Linked DNA regions of Sus scrofa: region 1 is linked to region 2. The links are chromatin contacts, called in public Hi-C maps. All regions are on one chromosome and are shown on one strand. Each heading gives the region's core, a stretch centred on a gene start, on an enhancer-like site or on the middle of the called end of the contact. The rest is flanking DNA. Distances are from core to core; before and after follow the strand shown.

The links. Hi-C and Micro-C count contacts between places; a contact is called where the count stands out from the background.
Region 1: a Hi-C map of skeletal muscle shows a contact between it and region 2, with 6 times the contacts expected there. The contact joins two enhancer-like sites. A contact is called at or near these places in 4 of 47 Hi-C or Micro-C datasets (embryonic fibroblasts, heart right ventricle and skeletal muscle) and 1 of 2 datasets of contacts at active chromatin or transcription factors (skeletal muscle).

Annotation. Positions count from the first base shown.
Region 1 is chr17:49,763,228-49,770,030 of Sscrofa11.1, reverse strand. All of the region lies in intron 2 of SULF2 (extracellular sulfatase Sulf-2), which reads left to right. Among named protein-coding and RNA genes, the nearest start is that of SULF2, 38 kb to the left of the region's middle. Within about 2 kb of position 5,285, at least 17 of the 83 cell types and tissues checked have an H3K27ac peak or open chromatin away from gene starts, as enhancers often do.
Region 2 is chr17:49,695,885-49,702,683 of Sscrofa11.1, reverse strand. It overlaps SULF2 (extracellular sulfatase Sulf-2), which reads left to right. Exons shown (of 21, transcript XM_021077816.1): 6 at 2,761-2,911; 7 at 4,653-4,828. Among named protein-coding and RNA genes, the nearest start is that of SULF2, 110 kb to the left of the region's middle. Within about 2 kb of position 5,098, at least 8 of the 83 cell types and tissues checked have an H3K27ac peak or open chromatin away from gene starts, as enhancers often do.

The sequences.
Region 1 (6,803 bases), core at 4,036-6,535, 67 kb before region 2:
CTCAGTGGGTTAAAGAATCCAGTGTTGCCGCGAGCGGCAGTGTAGGTCACAGACATGGCTCAAATCTGCATTGCTGTGGCCATGGGGTAGGCTGGCAGCTGCAGCTCCAATGCGACCCCTAGCCTGGGAACTTCTATATGCTGCAGGCGTGGCCCTAAAAATAAAAAAGGAAAAGAGAAGCATCAGTGGTGACTGCTAGACTTGAGACCTATACCAAGGTGAATGAGCGAATGCCCACTCTTAAGAGCAACAAGTTTTTGCTGCAGCTATGCCATCTAACTAAGGCTTGCATCAGAATCTGATGAAGTTTATACCGGTGTCTCTGGAACAAAACCGACAGAATATGCAAATATAGGGAAGGGGCTCCGGGTGTGCTGAGGACGTGGGAGAGAGGAAAGCAGAGAGATCCAGGGCTCAACTTCAAGCAGCTAGATCCACCTTCTTCATGGTAAATAGATTGAGGCCCAGAGAAACAAAATCACGGTCCAAGGTCACACAGCTCGAACGTGGCTAAATAAGATGTGAACCCAGAGCCTGGGACCTTAACCACCAGTCTCCTGGGATGGCTGTTGAGTTGTTTCTAGATCGGGAGTGAGCATGTTTGTCATTGTCGCTGTTGCAGGAATAGCTCTATACGTGTATCTTTGCACCCGTGAGCGAGCAAGGATTTCTGAAAGATAACTTCCAGGAAGTGGGCTCAGGAGGGTTGGCGCCCTCGTGGTTAATGGCATCTGTCAGCTCCCTCCCGCGGCACTAACTTGGCACAGACTGGTGGCTGCACGCCTTCTCTTCCACAGACGAGCTGGCCCCTCCCGCAGCATCCACAGGGGTCTGTGCTTCTTTCAGGAGGGGTGCGAGGGCCAGGTGGTAGTGGGGGCAGGGAGTGGCCTTTTTCTCAACCACCAGCCAGCCCCAGATCAATAATGCATGTTCCCCAAAAGGCCAGCACATTATCTCACAGTCGGCAACTACTGGCACGCGGAGGGTGGTCCTAAAAAATTTATCATCTGCTATTTTCTGCTCAGCCGTGCGGCAGTTCTGACGGTTCTCGGGGCTCGGAGCCTTCTCGACTAAGATAATTCCAGGCTTTCTTCCAGTCCCAGGGCGGGGAACAGCCGTCCACCCTAATTAGGGTTTGGCTGAGAGAGCTGGTACGGGACACGGCACAGAAGGGGGGCTGTCCCGTTTCCTGGTGGCGAGGCGGGTGCTGAATCTCGGTTTGTCCTTCTCCTGCATGCATCTGACATGCCTCCCCGAGCTGTCACTCGGGCGTGCCTGAGGCCCAGGGGGACAGGTTCGGGGCACGCTGGTCAGTCAGGGGCGTCCATTATCAATATATTTTCAAAGCAATTGGGATGCTCCCGGGGTTGGGAAGACCCCCGAGGACTGGCAAGGTCTTGGCTGCCCGCTTCACCAGGAGGGTTAAAGAGGGAGAAACATCCAGAAGGTCAAGGTCTTGTTTGCATGTGTCCTTTGGTCAAATAGACCTTGAAAGCAGTGGCCTCTGCCTGGGGTTTACTAGTTTAATTCAATCCAGACAAATGCTAGTGAGCCGCCAGGGCTGGGGTCGGCTCTGAGACTCAAGTTAGACGTGGTCCTCGCCCAGAGCAAAAATGTTCGCAACATCCCAGGGCCATCTGTTCAGTTACTTGAGCTCGACTTGCTTTTTGAAGCTTGAATACTCTTTTAAAAGGAAGCTTTAATTATGACGGTAAGTGAAAAGCTAGTATCCATTGCCTGCGGTAAAAGGTCGCTCAAAACCCAGCCTAATGAGAACAGCGGTGTTTTCGCATTTTAAGATGCTGCCTCCCATGAGGCCAAGGCCAAGGTGTCTTTGTTGTAAAAGGTGATGGGAGGAGTTCCCATTTGTGACTCAGCAGGTTAAAGACCCAACACAGTGTCTGTGAGGATGGGGGTTTGATCCCCGGCCTTGCTCAGTGGGTTAAGGATCCAGCGTTGTCACAAGCTGCAGCATAGGTTTCAGATGCAGCTCGGATCTGGCGTGGCTGTGGCTGTGGCATGGGCCGGCAGCTGCGGCTCAGATTGTGAGTTCAAGGTGAAGGAGCCCCTCCCCGAGACGTTCTCCTTGACCCCGGCAGTGGGGGATGGTGACTGGAAACCGGAAGGGCTTTCTCAAGTGTGAGTCATGGGCATCTAACGTGGGGGCCACGCTTATATGGGCACCTGCTGGCAATACCCCTTGTGTCTTGAGGGTTAAGGAGACAAACCCCAGAATATCAGGCCTGGCTGCGTCATGCCCCTTTTCCTGGGGGTGCACATCAGGGAGAAACAAGGTGCCTTTTAGAGACCCCCTCAGGAGGCTGGACTTCGAGTTTGCCTCTCCCACCGCGTGAGCTGTGGATCGAATGTTCACAGTGCAGCAGAAGTCTTTGCCTCTCAGAACAGCTCTAAATGAAAATGCTCCAACAGAGATGTGAAGATGAGAACTCTGTAGCGAAACAGCCAGTTCAAACCCTCACTCTGCCACTGTCTGTGTGGCCTCGAGAAAGTTACTTGACTTCTGTGCCTCAGTTTACTCATCTCTCATGGAGAGTGATGATCTATGAGCCTAACCTTCTTGTGAGGACTGAATATCACGTGTGTGTAACCATTTGCTCTCAGTCTGATCATTATGGCCACGCCTCCTTTAATGCTTTGTGGACTATTTGTCTACAACAGATCTTACATCTAAAAATGAGTTTGACATTTTTTTTAGGCCCCACCCCAAGGCATATGGAGGTTCCAAGGCTAGGGGTCAAATCAGAGCTACAGCGGCCAGCCTACACCACAGCCACAGCAACACAGGACCAGAGCTGCATCTACAACCTACGCCACCGCTCACGGCAGTGCTGGATCTTTAACCCACTGAGCAAGGCCAAGGATCAAACCTGCATCCTCATGGACGCTAGTCAGATTCGTTTCCCCTGAGCCATACCAGGAACTCCCTAAAAATTCTTTCGTAATTTAGTTCCTTCCTAGCACTGAACAGCAGGGTGACTACAGAGTCTCCTGCTGGCCGACAGGGTAGAGTGAGCCTGGCCAGACACAGGCATGCTGACTCCTCCCAAGCCTGAGGGGTACGTGTCAATCACATCCACCATGGGTTCTGCTACCATTACTGCATCTTCTAGCAACTGTGTTGCACCATCATGGCTGACAAAAGACAGCCAAGTGGTTGTGTTGGAAGGGCTGCAAAACTGCCTTGGGAACAAGCACTCCCTTGGTTATGAAAACATGGGAATCACAACTACTCTGTCAGTCTGAATTCCCTCAGTGACAAGGGACAGAAGCCCAACTCAAACTGGACTGAGCAAACAAAAAAAAAAGAGTTTGATGCATGGAAATAAAAAATCCAAGTGCATTTTGAGCTTCAGGTATGGTTGGATCCAGGAGCTCTATCTCTGTATGTCATCTGTCTCTCCATCTCCCTGATCTCAGCTTTCCTCCAAGTTGGCTTCTCTGAGCCCAGCTCTCCATCTGGCACCCCTGGCATCACCAGGTCTATATTCAGGATGCTACAGTGAGCCATCTTTATAAAGAATTTCTCTCTCCCGTGAGTGCCAGTAAAAGTCCCCAACTTAAGTGTTTCGGGCCTGGCACAGTCTGAGACATTGATCAGCCATGAGCCATTCAAGGGATGAAACACAATGACTGACTGGCCTGGGAGCCAGGGAGGGGGCCAACCCCCACATGAGCCATAAGGGCTGGGAGAGGGAGGCAGAGAATGATTCCCTACAGTAACATTCAAGGGCTGGTGCCACAAGAAGGCAGAATGGCTGGTGTGCTGTCAAGTCCGGGAGATGCCCAGGGCGTCTCTTTGAAGCAAGGTCCTCAAAGCGAGGCCCCCGCTCATTCACTCATCAGATATGTATTGAGCGCCTACAATGTGCCAAGCGGGATCCCACAGTAAACAAAATAGGCAAAATCTCTACTCTTAGAGAGCTTACTTTCTAGGGCAAGAGTTAATTTTTAAAAATAAATAGGAGTTCCCATTGTGGCGCAGCAGAAACAAATCAACTAGGAACCATGAGGTTGTGGGTTCTATCCCTGGCCTCACTCAGTGGGTTAAGGATCCAGCGTTGCCATGAGCTGTGGTGCAGATCACAGACGCAGCTTGGATCTGATATTGCTGTGGCTCTGGCATAGGCTGGTGGCTACAGCTCCGATTAGACCCTAGCCTGGGAACCTCCATATGCCATGGGTACGGCCATGAAAAGGACAAAAGACAAAAAAAAAAAAAAAAAATGTATAGTATATAAGACAATGAAAAGTAGTGAAGAAAATAGAGTAGGAAGGGAAGTCAGCAAGAAGGGCTGGGAAAGAGAGGGTCTTGATTTTATGTACGGTGGCCTCGCTGAGAGGGGGACATTTGGGCAAGCAAGGGAAGGGAATGGGTCAAGGGAATTTCCCCAGGAAATGCTTTTCCCTGTTGCAGAGGGAACAGTGGGTGCAAAGGCCCTGAGGCAGAAGCAGTCTGGGCAGGCACAGAGAGCAGCAGAGAGTCCAAAGTGGCCCAGCATTGTGAGCAACGGAGACCAGAAGAGGGGAGATCTAGAGAGGTAATGGGCAGTGGTGGGAGGGTGGATCATGCAGGGTCCTTGAACCCCGGAGAGGACTCTGCCTTTCTGAGCGAGGTGGACACCAGTGACAGACATTGACATGACCTGACTTGTGTTTTAATATGACCCCTCTGGCTATCATATGGAGACTAGACCGAAGGGATGGAATAGGAGCAACAAAGAGTCTACTGCAATGGTCCAGCAGCAGATGAGCCCAGTGAGGGATCTGTCACAATAGTCCAGGCACAAGGTGATGGTGGCTCAGACCCAGTGGGGAAAAGTAGTCAGATGCTTCACTGTTAGAGAGTGGAGCTGATGAAGTATGCTAATGGATCTGGTGTGCAGTGGGAGAGAAAAGCCCAGAACAACTCCAAGGGTTTGGCCCTGAACAACTCCAAGGAGATAGTTTCTGTTTATGGAGATGGGGAAAGCTATGGTCGGGAGGTCAGTTCTGGACCTGGTAAATTGCCGATGCCCTTGAAGAGCCAAGAGGAGCTGTCAAGGCAGCTGGCCTTCAGAGTCAGAAGTTCAAGGGGGAGGCCCAGGCGGGATGGGCCAGGAGTCAGGGAGGGTGGAAATGCTACGCAGATCATGTGCCTGTTTGTGCTTTCCTGGGTCTGAGACCCTCATCGGATTCTGTGATCCTGAAAGTGGCAGGCCCCCAGCCTGGAGGGCTGTGTTTGGGGAGAGGCTGGCTTTTGAGAGAAAGACTCAGGAGAGTTTCTGGCCAGACACTTGTTTGCCTCTTTCCATCTCTGAGCACAAGGAAACCACACCCTGTGCTGCAGACTGATATCCAGAAATCATTTCTAAATTGCAGGCTTGGGCGTTCTGCAGGGGCCAGATGGCTGGGAGCCCAGCATAGTGTGCCCAGATTCCGGACACCAGATCCGTTTGCAACTGCCATTGCAGCCTCTCTGAGATACCAACTCCCAACATTCCTGCCGCTGCTCAGTGGAGTTAGAAAAACATGTGGATGCAAGTTATCTCAGGAGGAAAAGAGACTCTTTTGGACCCACCCTGGTATTCAACTTGCCAAGCACATTCCTGCAAGATTCTTTTTTTTTTTTTTCCAATTCAGCAACACTTGGGAGATCACTTAAATCGTGGAAGCTAAGTGAATCAGGATTAGATTTGGCTGCATGTAAAAGAAAATATAAATAACAATGGCTTAAGATAGAATTTTGCTTTTCACATAAGAATGTCTGGAACTTGGCAGGTCAGGGCTGGCCTGGTGGTTTCTAGGTTATCAAGGACCCATCTCTGCTTTTGTATTCTGTCATGCTTATTGTATGGCTTCCATCCTTAAGATCACCTTCATGGATCAGAATAGCTGCTGGAGCTCCAGCTATCACAGCCACATTCCAGGCAGCAAGAAGGATGGACCTTCAAGTTAAGTCAGCGCCCTTTAGGACTTCATCCCAGAAGTCACCTACAACATGAACAGAACATTTCATTAGCCACATAAGCTCTGCTAGAAATACAGACACATTCAAATTGTGGTTATTCAAGGAGGCTTTAACTGTTTTTTGCTAAGGTGTGAGCAAGTGTCAGGAAACCACTAGTGGTAGTGCAGCACTCAAGGCTAGTTAGTAACCGTGGATCATCCCCACTCCAAGACCAAGGGAGTGGCTCTTGAGGAGCAAAATGGTTGCTGGAACTTAGAGATGTAGGCCTCCTCACTAGGAGCTGTCACCCTCTGTTGACACCACAGGGAGGGCAGTGGAGGAGCATCCATACCCCACCTCCGTTCTCCCTTCTGCTCATCTTCCGTCAGGGCCCCCATTGGCCAAGCCAGAGTATAAAGACACTGTGCTACACTCCATCCAGGCCAGCTCCCTGGGCTGAAGAACTAGGCAGAGGGTGGATTGGAAGGCCAAAGGGAGACCATTCCCACCTGTAGCTGCTACAGCACCTGGGAAACATAGTTTCCTAGCTGAGTGCATTGAAGATTTAAATCAGGGTCTGTTTATAAGGAAGAAGGAGAAGCAGATATTACTGGGCAACCCGGGGGGCTCAGCCATAGGAGAGATCAGAGCAGGAGTCCCAGGAAAGGGCATCTCCAGCAGAGGGTGTGTGATTAAATGACCAGCACCAGGAGGAGGGAAGGATATGTTCACGTGGAAACCGGGCTAGAAGGGGGAGCATCCCAGGCGGGGAGGAGCTTGCTAGGAACCCGGAGGAGGGCAGCAGGACCTGGGGAGTGAGGGAGAGAAGGAGGAGGATGAAGGCAGAGGAGCAATG
Region 2 (6,799 bases), core at 3,849-6,348:
GATGCCTGCTATTCCCAACCCAGAGCACCCCCTCGCCTTATTAGGGGTGTGTTTGGAAGGCTGTCTTATCTCTGGGGTATAATCATTTCCAAAACAAAACCAAACGCCAGAAAGTTCTGCAGCTGGGATGTTTAATTATAACAGTCAGGGGGCTGAGGAGGGGACAGAGTCCTTGGGTCAGAGTTCCAGATCTTTCTCTCTCAAGGCTCCTGTCAAAAGTTCTCACTCCATCAAACCCTGTGCTATGTTCTTGGGCTGGGCTTGTGGGTTCTGACAAATGCTACTTGGTGCCATGTGGACCTATACCCCCTGCCCAGGGCCTCACCCACCCTCCCCAGCCCCATACACACACAGAGATGCACACACATGCAAAGGTACATATAGGTACAGACACACATATAGACACAAAGATACGCAAATGCACACCCAGGTAGATACACAGGACACACAGATACCCATATAGACACACAAAGATATGCAAATGCACACACAGATGCACAAGATACACATATAGACACACAAAGATACATAAATGCACATACAAACACAGACATGTACATACAAGCACATATACAGAAACACAAAGGTACAGACACATACAGATACACAGAAACAGACACAAACACATGGAGATACAAAGATACAAGCACATATACACACACTGACACACAAACCCAGAGACACACATAAAAATGAACACTGATACAAACACACCCAGAGCTACACACAGAGACATGTATACACAGACATGCAGAAAAACAGTCATAGACACATGTACACACAGAAACAGACACCCAGATATTCACAGAGAGACACACACACACACACACACACACACACACAGCCCCCAGAGTGTCTTTGAAGTAAGGCCCTCCTTTTATCACCCGCGGGAGCCAGGCCCCTGCTCACATCCTGGGCGGGGGGGGGGGGGGGGGGTCAGGTCTCCAGATACCAAGCAGGGGGCCCACTCACCCTCCCGCCCGCCACCCCCAGCCCCCCAGCCCAGGAGGGATGTTATCCTTCAGGCGGGTTGTGAGCCACCAGACATTCCTCGGATTCTTGAGGAGGTGAGGGTTTCAACTCTTTGTTTAGCAGGCGGCTGGGTTCCTGTGAAAACGGGACACCCTCCTGGGGGCAGGGCGGGTGGAGACCGGCCAGCCCGCCTAGGCCCGAGCAGGACTCCAGACCGTGGCCCCCAAGAAGGGCTTCAGAAATCAGAGCCCTGACAAGCTCCTGCCCATTCTCCAGGGCAGACCCCAGCCCAGGAGAGTCTGACTCGGGGATGACTGCTCTGCATTTTTGTGCTGCATCTGGGCCCCTGAGGGCATCTCTCGAGCAGCCCCTGCCTCCGCTGCCCCTTCGGGCTTCTGGGCGAGGAGCGCAGGGCAGAGAGGGGCCGGGGGCTTGCAAGGGAGAGGGCGGCGTTTCTCGTCATCAAAGGAGGCCGTGGGCTGGGGTTGGATTTAACAGCAGGAGACCAGCCAGAGAGGCAAAGCAAAGTCCAGAAGGAATCTTGTGACTCACCCACGCTCTGCATAGCAACAGTCGCCATAACTGTCAGGCTGCCACCCGCTGCCCTGCGCCTCCTACCCTGGGGTTATGATTGGGGGGTGGGGACCGGGGTCCTGACCCTGAGAGAAGGGCATTTGGGGCCCTCGCACCACCACCCCCCACGCCCCAAGGCCTTTGCCTCCTTAATAGCTGTCTCGAAATGCTTTTGGCTTTAGGCAGTGCAAGTTCCACCTCTGCTTGCAGCTCCGCCAGGAGAGGGAGGCTCAGGTCTGGCCCTCAGGTGTCATCAGCGCCAGCGTGAGGGTTGCCCACGCTCTGCGGGCTCTTGTAATGTGTGGACTGTGGCGAGTTAGTCTTTTCTCTGGGCCTGAGCATCCCCATGTCCGCCAAGGAGCATAAAAGCAGCACCAGCTCCTACAACTGTGAGGAGCATTAAATGAATAATAGAGGCAAACCCTCCCAGGAGTTGAACCCGGCGGGCGCATCGTCAGAGCGCAGCAGCGTCAGAGCTTCTCCTGTGCGTGTTCATTCATTGCAGCTGATCCCGCAGCCTAAGTCACGGAGCCCAGTGGCTCCACCACCCACCGAGTAAGACCACAAGCAGGTCCCCTCTGACCCTCTGTTTCCTCTGTCGTGAATGCGAGAGTAAACCACACGGGAAGAATCACGGTGACAGCTGAGTCAGAGAAGGTGGCGTGTCCCAAACGTACCCACTCAAGCACCAGCCTCAGCTTTGGGCCGTACATGCCAGACTGTTCACCTAATTTTTTAACCGTTTCCTTTTCTTTTAACTAAAATCTATCACAAAAGGAAATGCTGTAGCCACGCCGTACATAATTAACCACAATAACTGTCACTTGCCATCGACCCAACTGAATGCCCTCTTAGTAAGTTAGAATTGGGTGCTGCGCCTGCTGGAGGCTCTGCACTTGAATGTCTCTCCTCCTTCCAGAGGGAGGTGAGCCCAGCACAGACTGAGACTTTGGCCTTGACGCAAGGGGCCTGTTCATGAAAACGGGAGGGATGGTCTCCCTTTGGGGCTTCAGGCTCTCCCCACGTGCACGCCCCACACGTGGAGAGAGGCCAACCTAACGAGGATCGACCTTGACCTGCCAGCATCCAGATGGGGGAGGTTTCACCCCAGGCTGCAGCTCCCCCCGAGATGTGGGGAGAGTCCGGTGGGGGGGGGGCGGAGCTAGGCCCAGGCACCGCCCCCCCCCCAACCTAACCTCGGTGTCATCCCGCCAGCACCCCGAGCTACAACTACGCGCCCAACCCTGACAAGCACTGGATCATGCGCTACACGGGGCCCATGAAGCCCATCCACATGGAATTCACCAACATGCTGCAGCGGAAGCGCCTGCAGACCCTCATGTCCGTGGACGACTCGATGGAGACGGTAGGCTGCCCCGCCCCCACCCCATCGGCCTCCCGCCCTGCCCTTCCCCCTTCCTCCCGACCCCCAGCAACGTCAGCGGGGCGGGAGTAGAGACAGAGGCAGGATGAAAAGGGGAGCCGGCTGTGAGCAAACCCAGCCAACGCCCTGCCCTCGTGGAGCCTGTGTTCCAGCCCCGGCTCTGCTCAGTGCGGGAGCCCCGTGTGGCTGTGGACGTGATTAAACAGCTTTGTGGACGTGTAATGCACACACCTCGCAGCTCAGCCAATCCCAGTGTACATTTCAGTGGGCGTGCTCTGTTTTGGTTTGGGTTTGAAGTCTAATGGCTTTACAATGTTGTATTCGTTTCTGGTGTATGGAAAGTGGTTCTGTTATATGTATACTTTTTTTTTTTTTTCCAGATTCTTTTCCCTTGTAGGTTATTCCAAAATACTGAGCATAGCTCCCTGTGCTCTACAGAAGGTCCTTGGTGGTTATCTGTTTGATGGATAGTGGTGTGTATGTGGTTTGCTTTTGTTTCTTTAGGGCCGCACCCAAGGCATATGGAGGTTCCCAGGCTAGGGCTCGAATCAGAGCTGCAGCCGCTGGCTGACCCCACAGCTGCAGCAACGCCAGATCCTCAACCCACTGAGCGGGGCTAGGGCTCGAACCTGCGTCCTCTCGGGTGCTGGTCAGATTCCTTTCTGCTGAGCCAGGGTGGGAACTCCACATATACATCAATCCCGAACCCCTAATTTATGCCTCCACCCTCAGTGGTTTCAGTGTATTCTCAGGGTTGGCAGTTATCACTACAGTCCATTTTAGAGCAGTTTCATCACCCCAAAGACAAACCCTGCTGCTGCTGGCCTTCACCCCTGAACTCTCCTCACCCCCTCGCCTGAGGCAACTCCCTTGTGTCTCTCTGGATGTGCCTCTTCTGGACATTTCCTATAAAAGGAATCCTACAGGAAGTGGGGTTTTTCCTCTGACTTCTTTCACCTACTGGGATGTTTTCACGGTTCGTCCAGATGGTTGCCTGTGTCAGTGCTTCCTTGTTTTTATTGTTGGAGAATTTTCTGTTGCATGGATATTTTTTTTCCTTTTTAGGGCCTCACCCGCGGCACATGGACGATCCCAGGACAGAGGTCAAATCGGAGCTACACGGCCCACCTCCACCACAGCCACAGCCCCGCTGGATCCAGACAGCATCTGCCACCAACACCACAGCTCACGGCAACGTCGGATCCTTAACCCATGGAACGAGGCCAGGGATCCAGCCCGCCTCCTCCTGGATCCTCATCGGGTTCATTAACCTCTGAGCCATGAAGGGAACTCCCGTTGCATGGATATATTTTTTTTAAGTTATCCATGACTTTTTTTTTTTTTTTTTTTTGTCTTTTTGCCATTTCTTGGGCTGCTCCCGTGGCATATGGAGGTTCCCAGGCTAGGGGTCGAATCGGAGCTCTAGCCACTGGCCTACGCCAGAGCCACAGCAACGTGGGATCCAAGCCACGTCTGCAACCCACACCACAGCTCACGGCAACACCAGATCCATAACCCGGTGAGCAAGCCCAGGGATCGAACCCACAACCTCATGGTTCCTAGTCGGATTCATTAACCACTGAGCCACGTTGGGAACTCCATCCATGACTATTTAAATTCAGTAAAATACAGGAAAACTTAACCTTCAGATTCGCGGCGGCCGAAGCGCCCTGCGTGGCTGGTGGCCACCCACTGACGGCACCCCCTCCCCCCCACATTTCAGATCTACAACATGCTGGTGGAGACGGGCGAGCTGGATAACACCTACATCGTGTACACCGCCGACCACGGCTACCACATCGGCCAGTTCGGCCTGGTGAAGGGCAAGTCCATGCCCTATGAGTTTGACATCCGGGTCCCGTTCTACGTGAGGGGCCCCAACGTGGAGGCCGGCTCGCTGTGAGTGCACCCCCCCCCCGCCGGCGCCCCAAAGTCCCCGAGGCCCAGGGAGGCCTCCAGGCTCCGCTGGCACCCAGACAGGTGAGCCGCAGGCAGCGCAGCAGGACTCCCCTCCCCGCCCGCTGTCCAGCGCCGCCGGACAGTGACTCGGGCAGGTGGATCTCCGTGCCAGCGACAGAGTAATGATGTCACCCAGGTGGACTCTGACGCGTCGCCTACCCCTCTGATGGGAGGGCCGGAGCTGGGAGCACCTGTGAAAACAGATTGTTTGTGGCGGGCACTCTGCCAGGGAGTCAGGGAGCAGGGCTCTGTGTGTGTGCGGTGTTTGTGTGTGTGTCACCTCCAGCGCGTGGGGCTGCCACCTCGGTTTCTCTCCGGCCCGAGTAGTCCTTGGGCCTGGGGCTTGTCAGGGAGGCGCCCGGGCAGCGCTTTTCCCGCACCCCCTGAGACCAGCAGCGCCCGGGAAACAGCTCTCCTCGCCACCCACGTGGGCCCTCCGCCAGCATTCCTCTTGGATTAACCTTGGCAGTGACACGTTCTGGCAGTGCAAATGCCATCTCTATGCAGGGAGGGGTAGGCAGGCCAGCCGTGGTGGCCACCGCATCCTCAGATCAGCCAGGACATTCCAGGAACCCACCCGATTGGTGGTTTAAAATGCAGATGCATCACTGTTCCAGGGCTTTTTGGTCTGACGTCCATCCGAGCCCAGAGCCCAGGACACACACAGGCCCTGACAGGGCTTGTTGCAGAATTCCTCCCGAAGGGCGTTGGAAGTACCATCTCGGGACCAAGATGTTCCCACCGCCTGGGATGCTGGGTGGCAGTTCCAGGAGGCAGGCTGTGCGAGCTCAGGCCCAGCCTCGTCCCCCTTCCTCTGCCAACCTCACCCAGTGCCTCACTTTCAGGGTTGCAGGGTCGCCACCTATAATAATAGCTGTAGGAGTTCCCACTGTGGCAAAACAGGATCAGCAGCATCTTGCAAGCTCTGAGACGCAGGTTCGATCTCTGGCCCAGTACAGTGGTTTAAGGACCCAGCATTGCTGCAGCTGCAGCTTAGGTCACACCTGCAGATCGTGTCTGATCCCTGGCCTGGGAACTTCATATGCCCTGGGGCAGCGAAAAAAAAAGAAAAAAGGAAACAAATGGCTATAATAACAATATCTGAGCTTATTCTTCAGGCTTCAGTGTAAGCATTTTTTTTTTTTTGAGTCTTTTTAGGGCTGCACCTGCAGCATATGGAGGTTCCCAGGCTAGGGGTCTCATTGGAGCTGTAGCCTCCAGCCTATACCACAGCCCCAGCAATGCCAGATCCTAGCCACATCTGTGACCTACACCACAGCTCACAGCAACGCCAAATCTTTCACCCACTGAGCGAGGCCAGGGATCGAACCCGCAACCTCAAGGTTCCTAGTTGGATTCGTTTCCGCTGAGCCACAACGGGAACTCCCAGTGTAAGCATTTTTTCATCCAGGTAATTCACTGAAGCATCACAACAACCCTATAAGGTAGATGGCTATTATTATCCCTCCTTGAAAGCCAAGGAAACGGAGGCACAAGTTAAGTTCCCTGAGGTTACATAGCACTTAAGGGGAAGAGCTGGAACTTGAAACCAGCCAGCCTCCGCAACTGTCCACCACCCCATAACGCCTCTTAGAAACCTTGCACCGCCCCTGTGAATAGAAAGAATTTGACCCATCAGGACTCTACAAGCACAGAGATTGTGGGTTTGGTCAGCCTCAGAGGCTGTGATCTGGCTCTTAGGACCCAAAACCACAGAGAAAGAGAGTGCAAATGTCAGACTCAGGGCTGTCAGCCAGGACTCTTTGGGTTGTGAGCAGAAAGGAGTCTCAAAATGAGCAAGGCAAGTAAGAGAGAAGGAGTGCAGTTGCTACAGTAACTGGAAAGTCCAAGGTCGGCTCTGGATTCAGGCAAGGCTAGATCCAGCTGTCACATCATGACAACAGGAAGCTC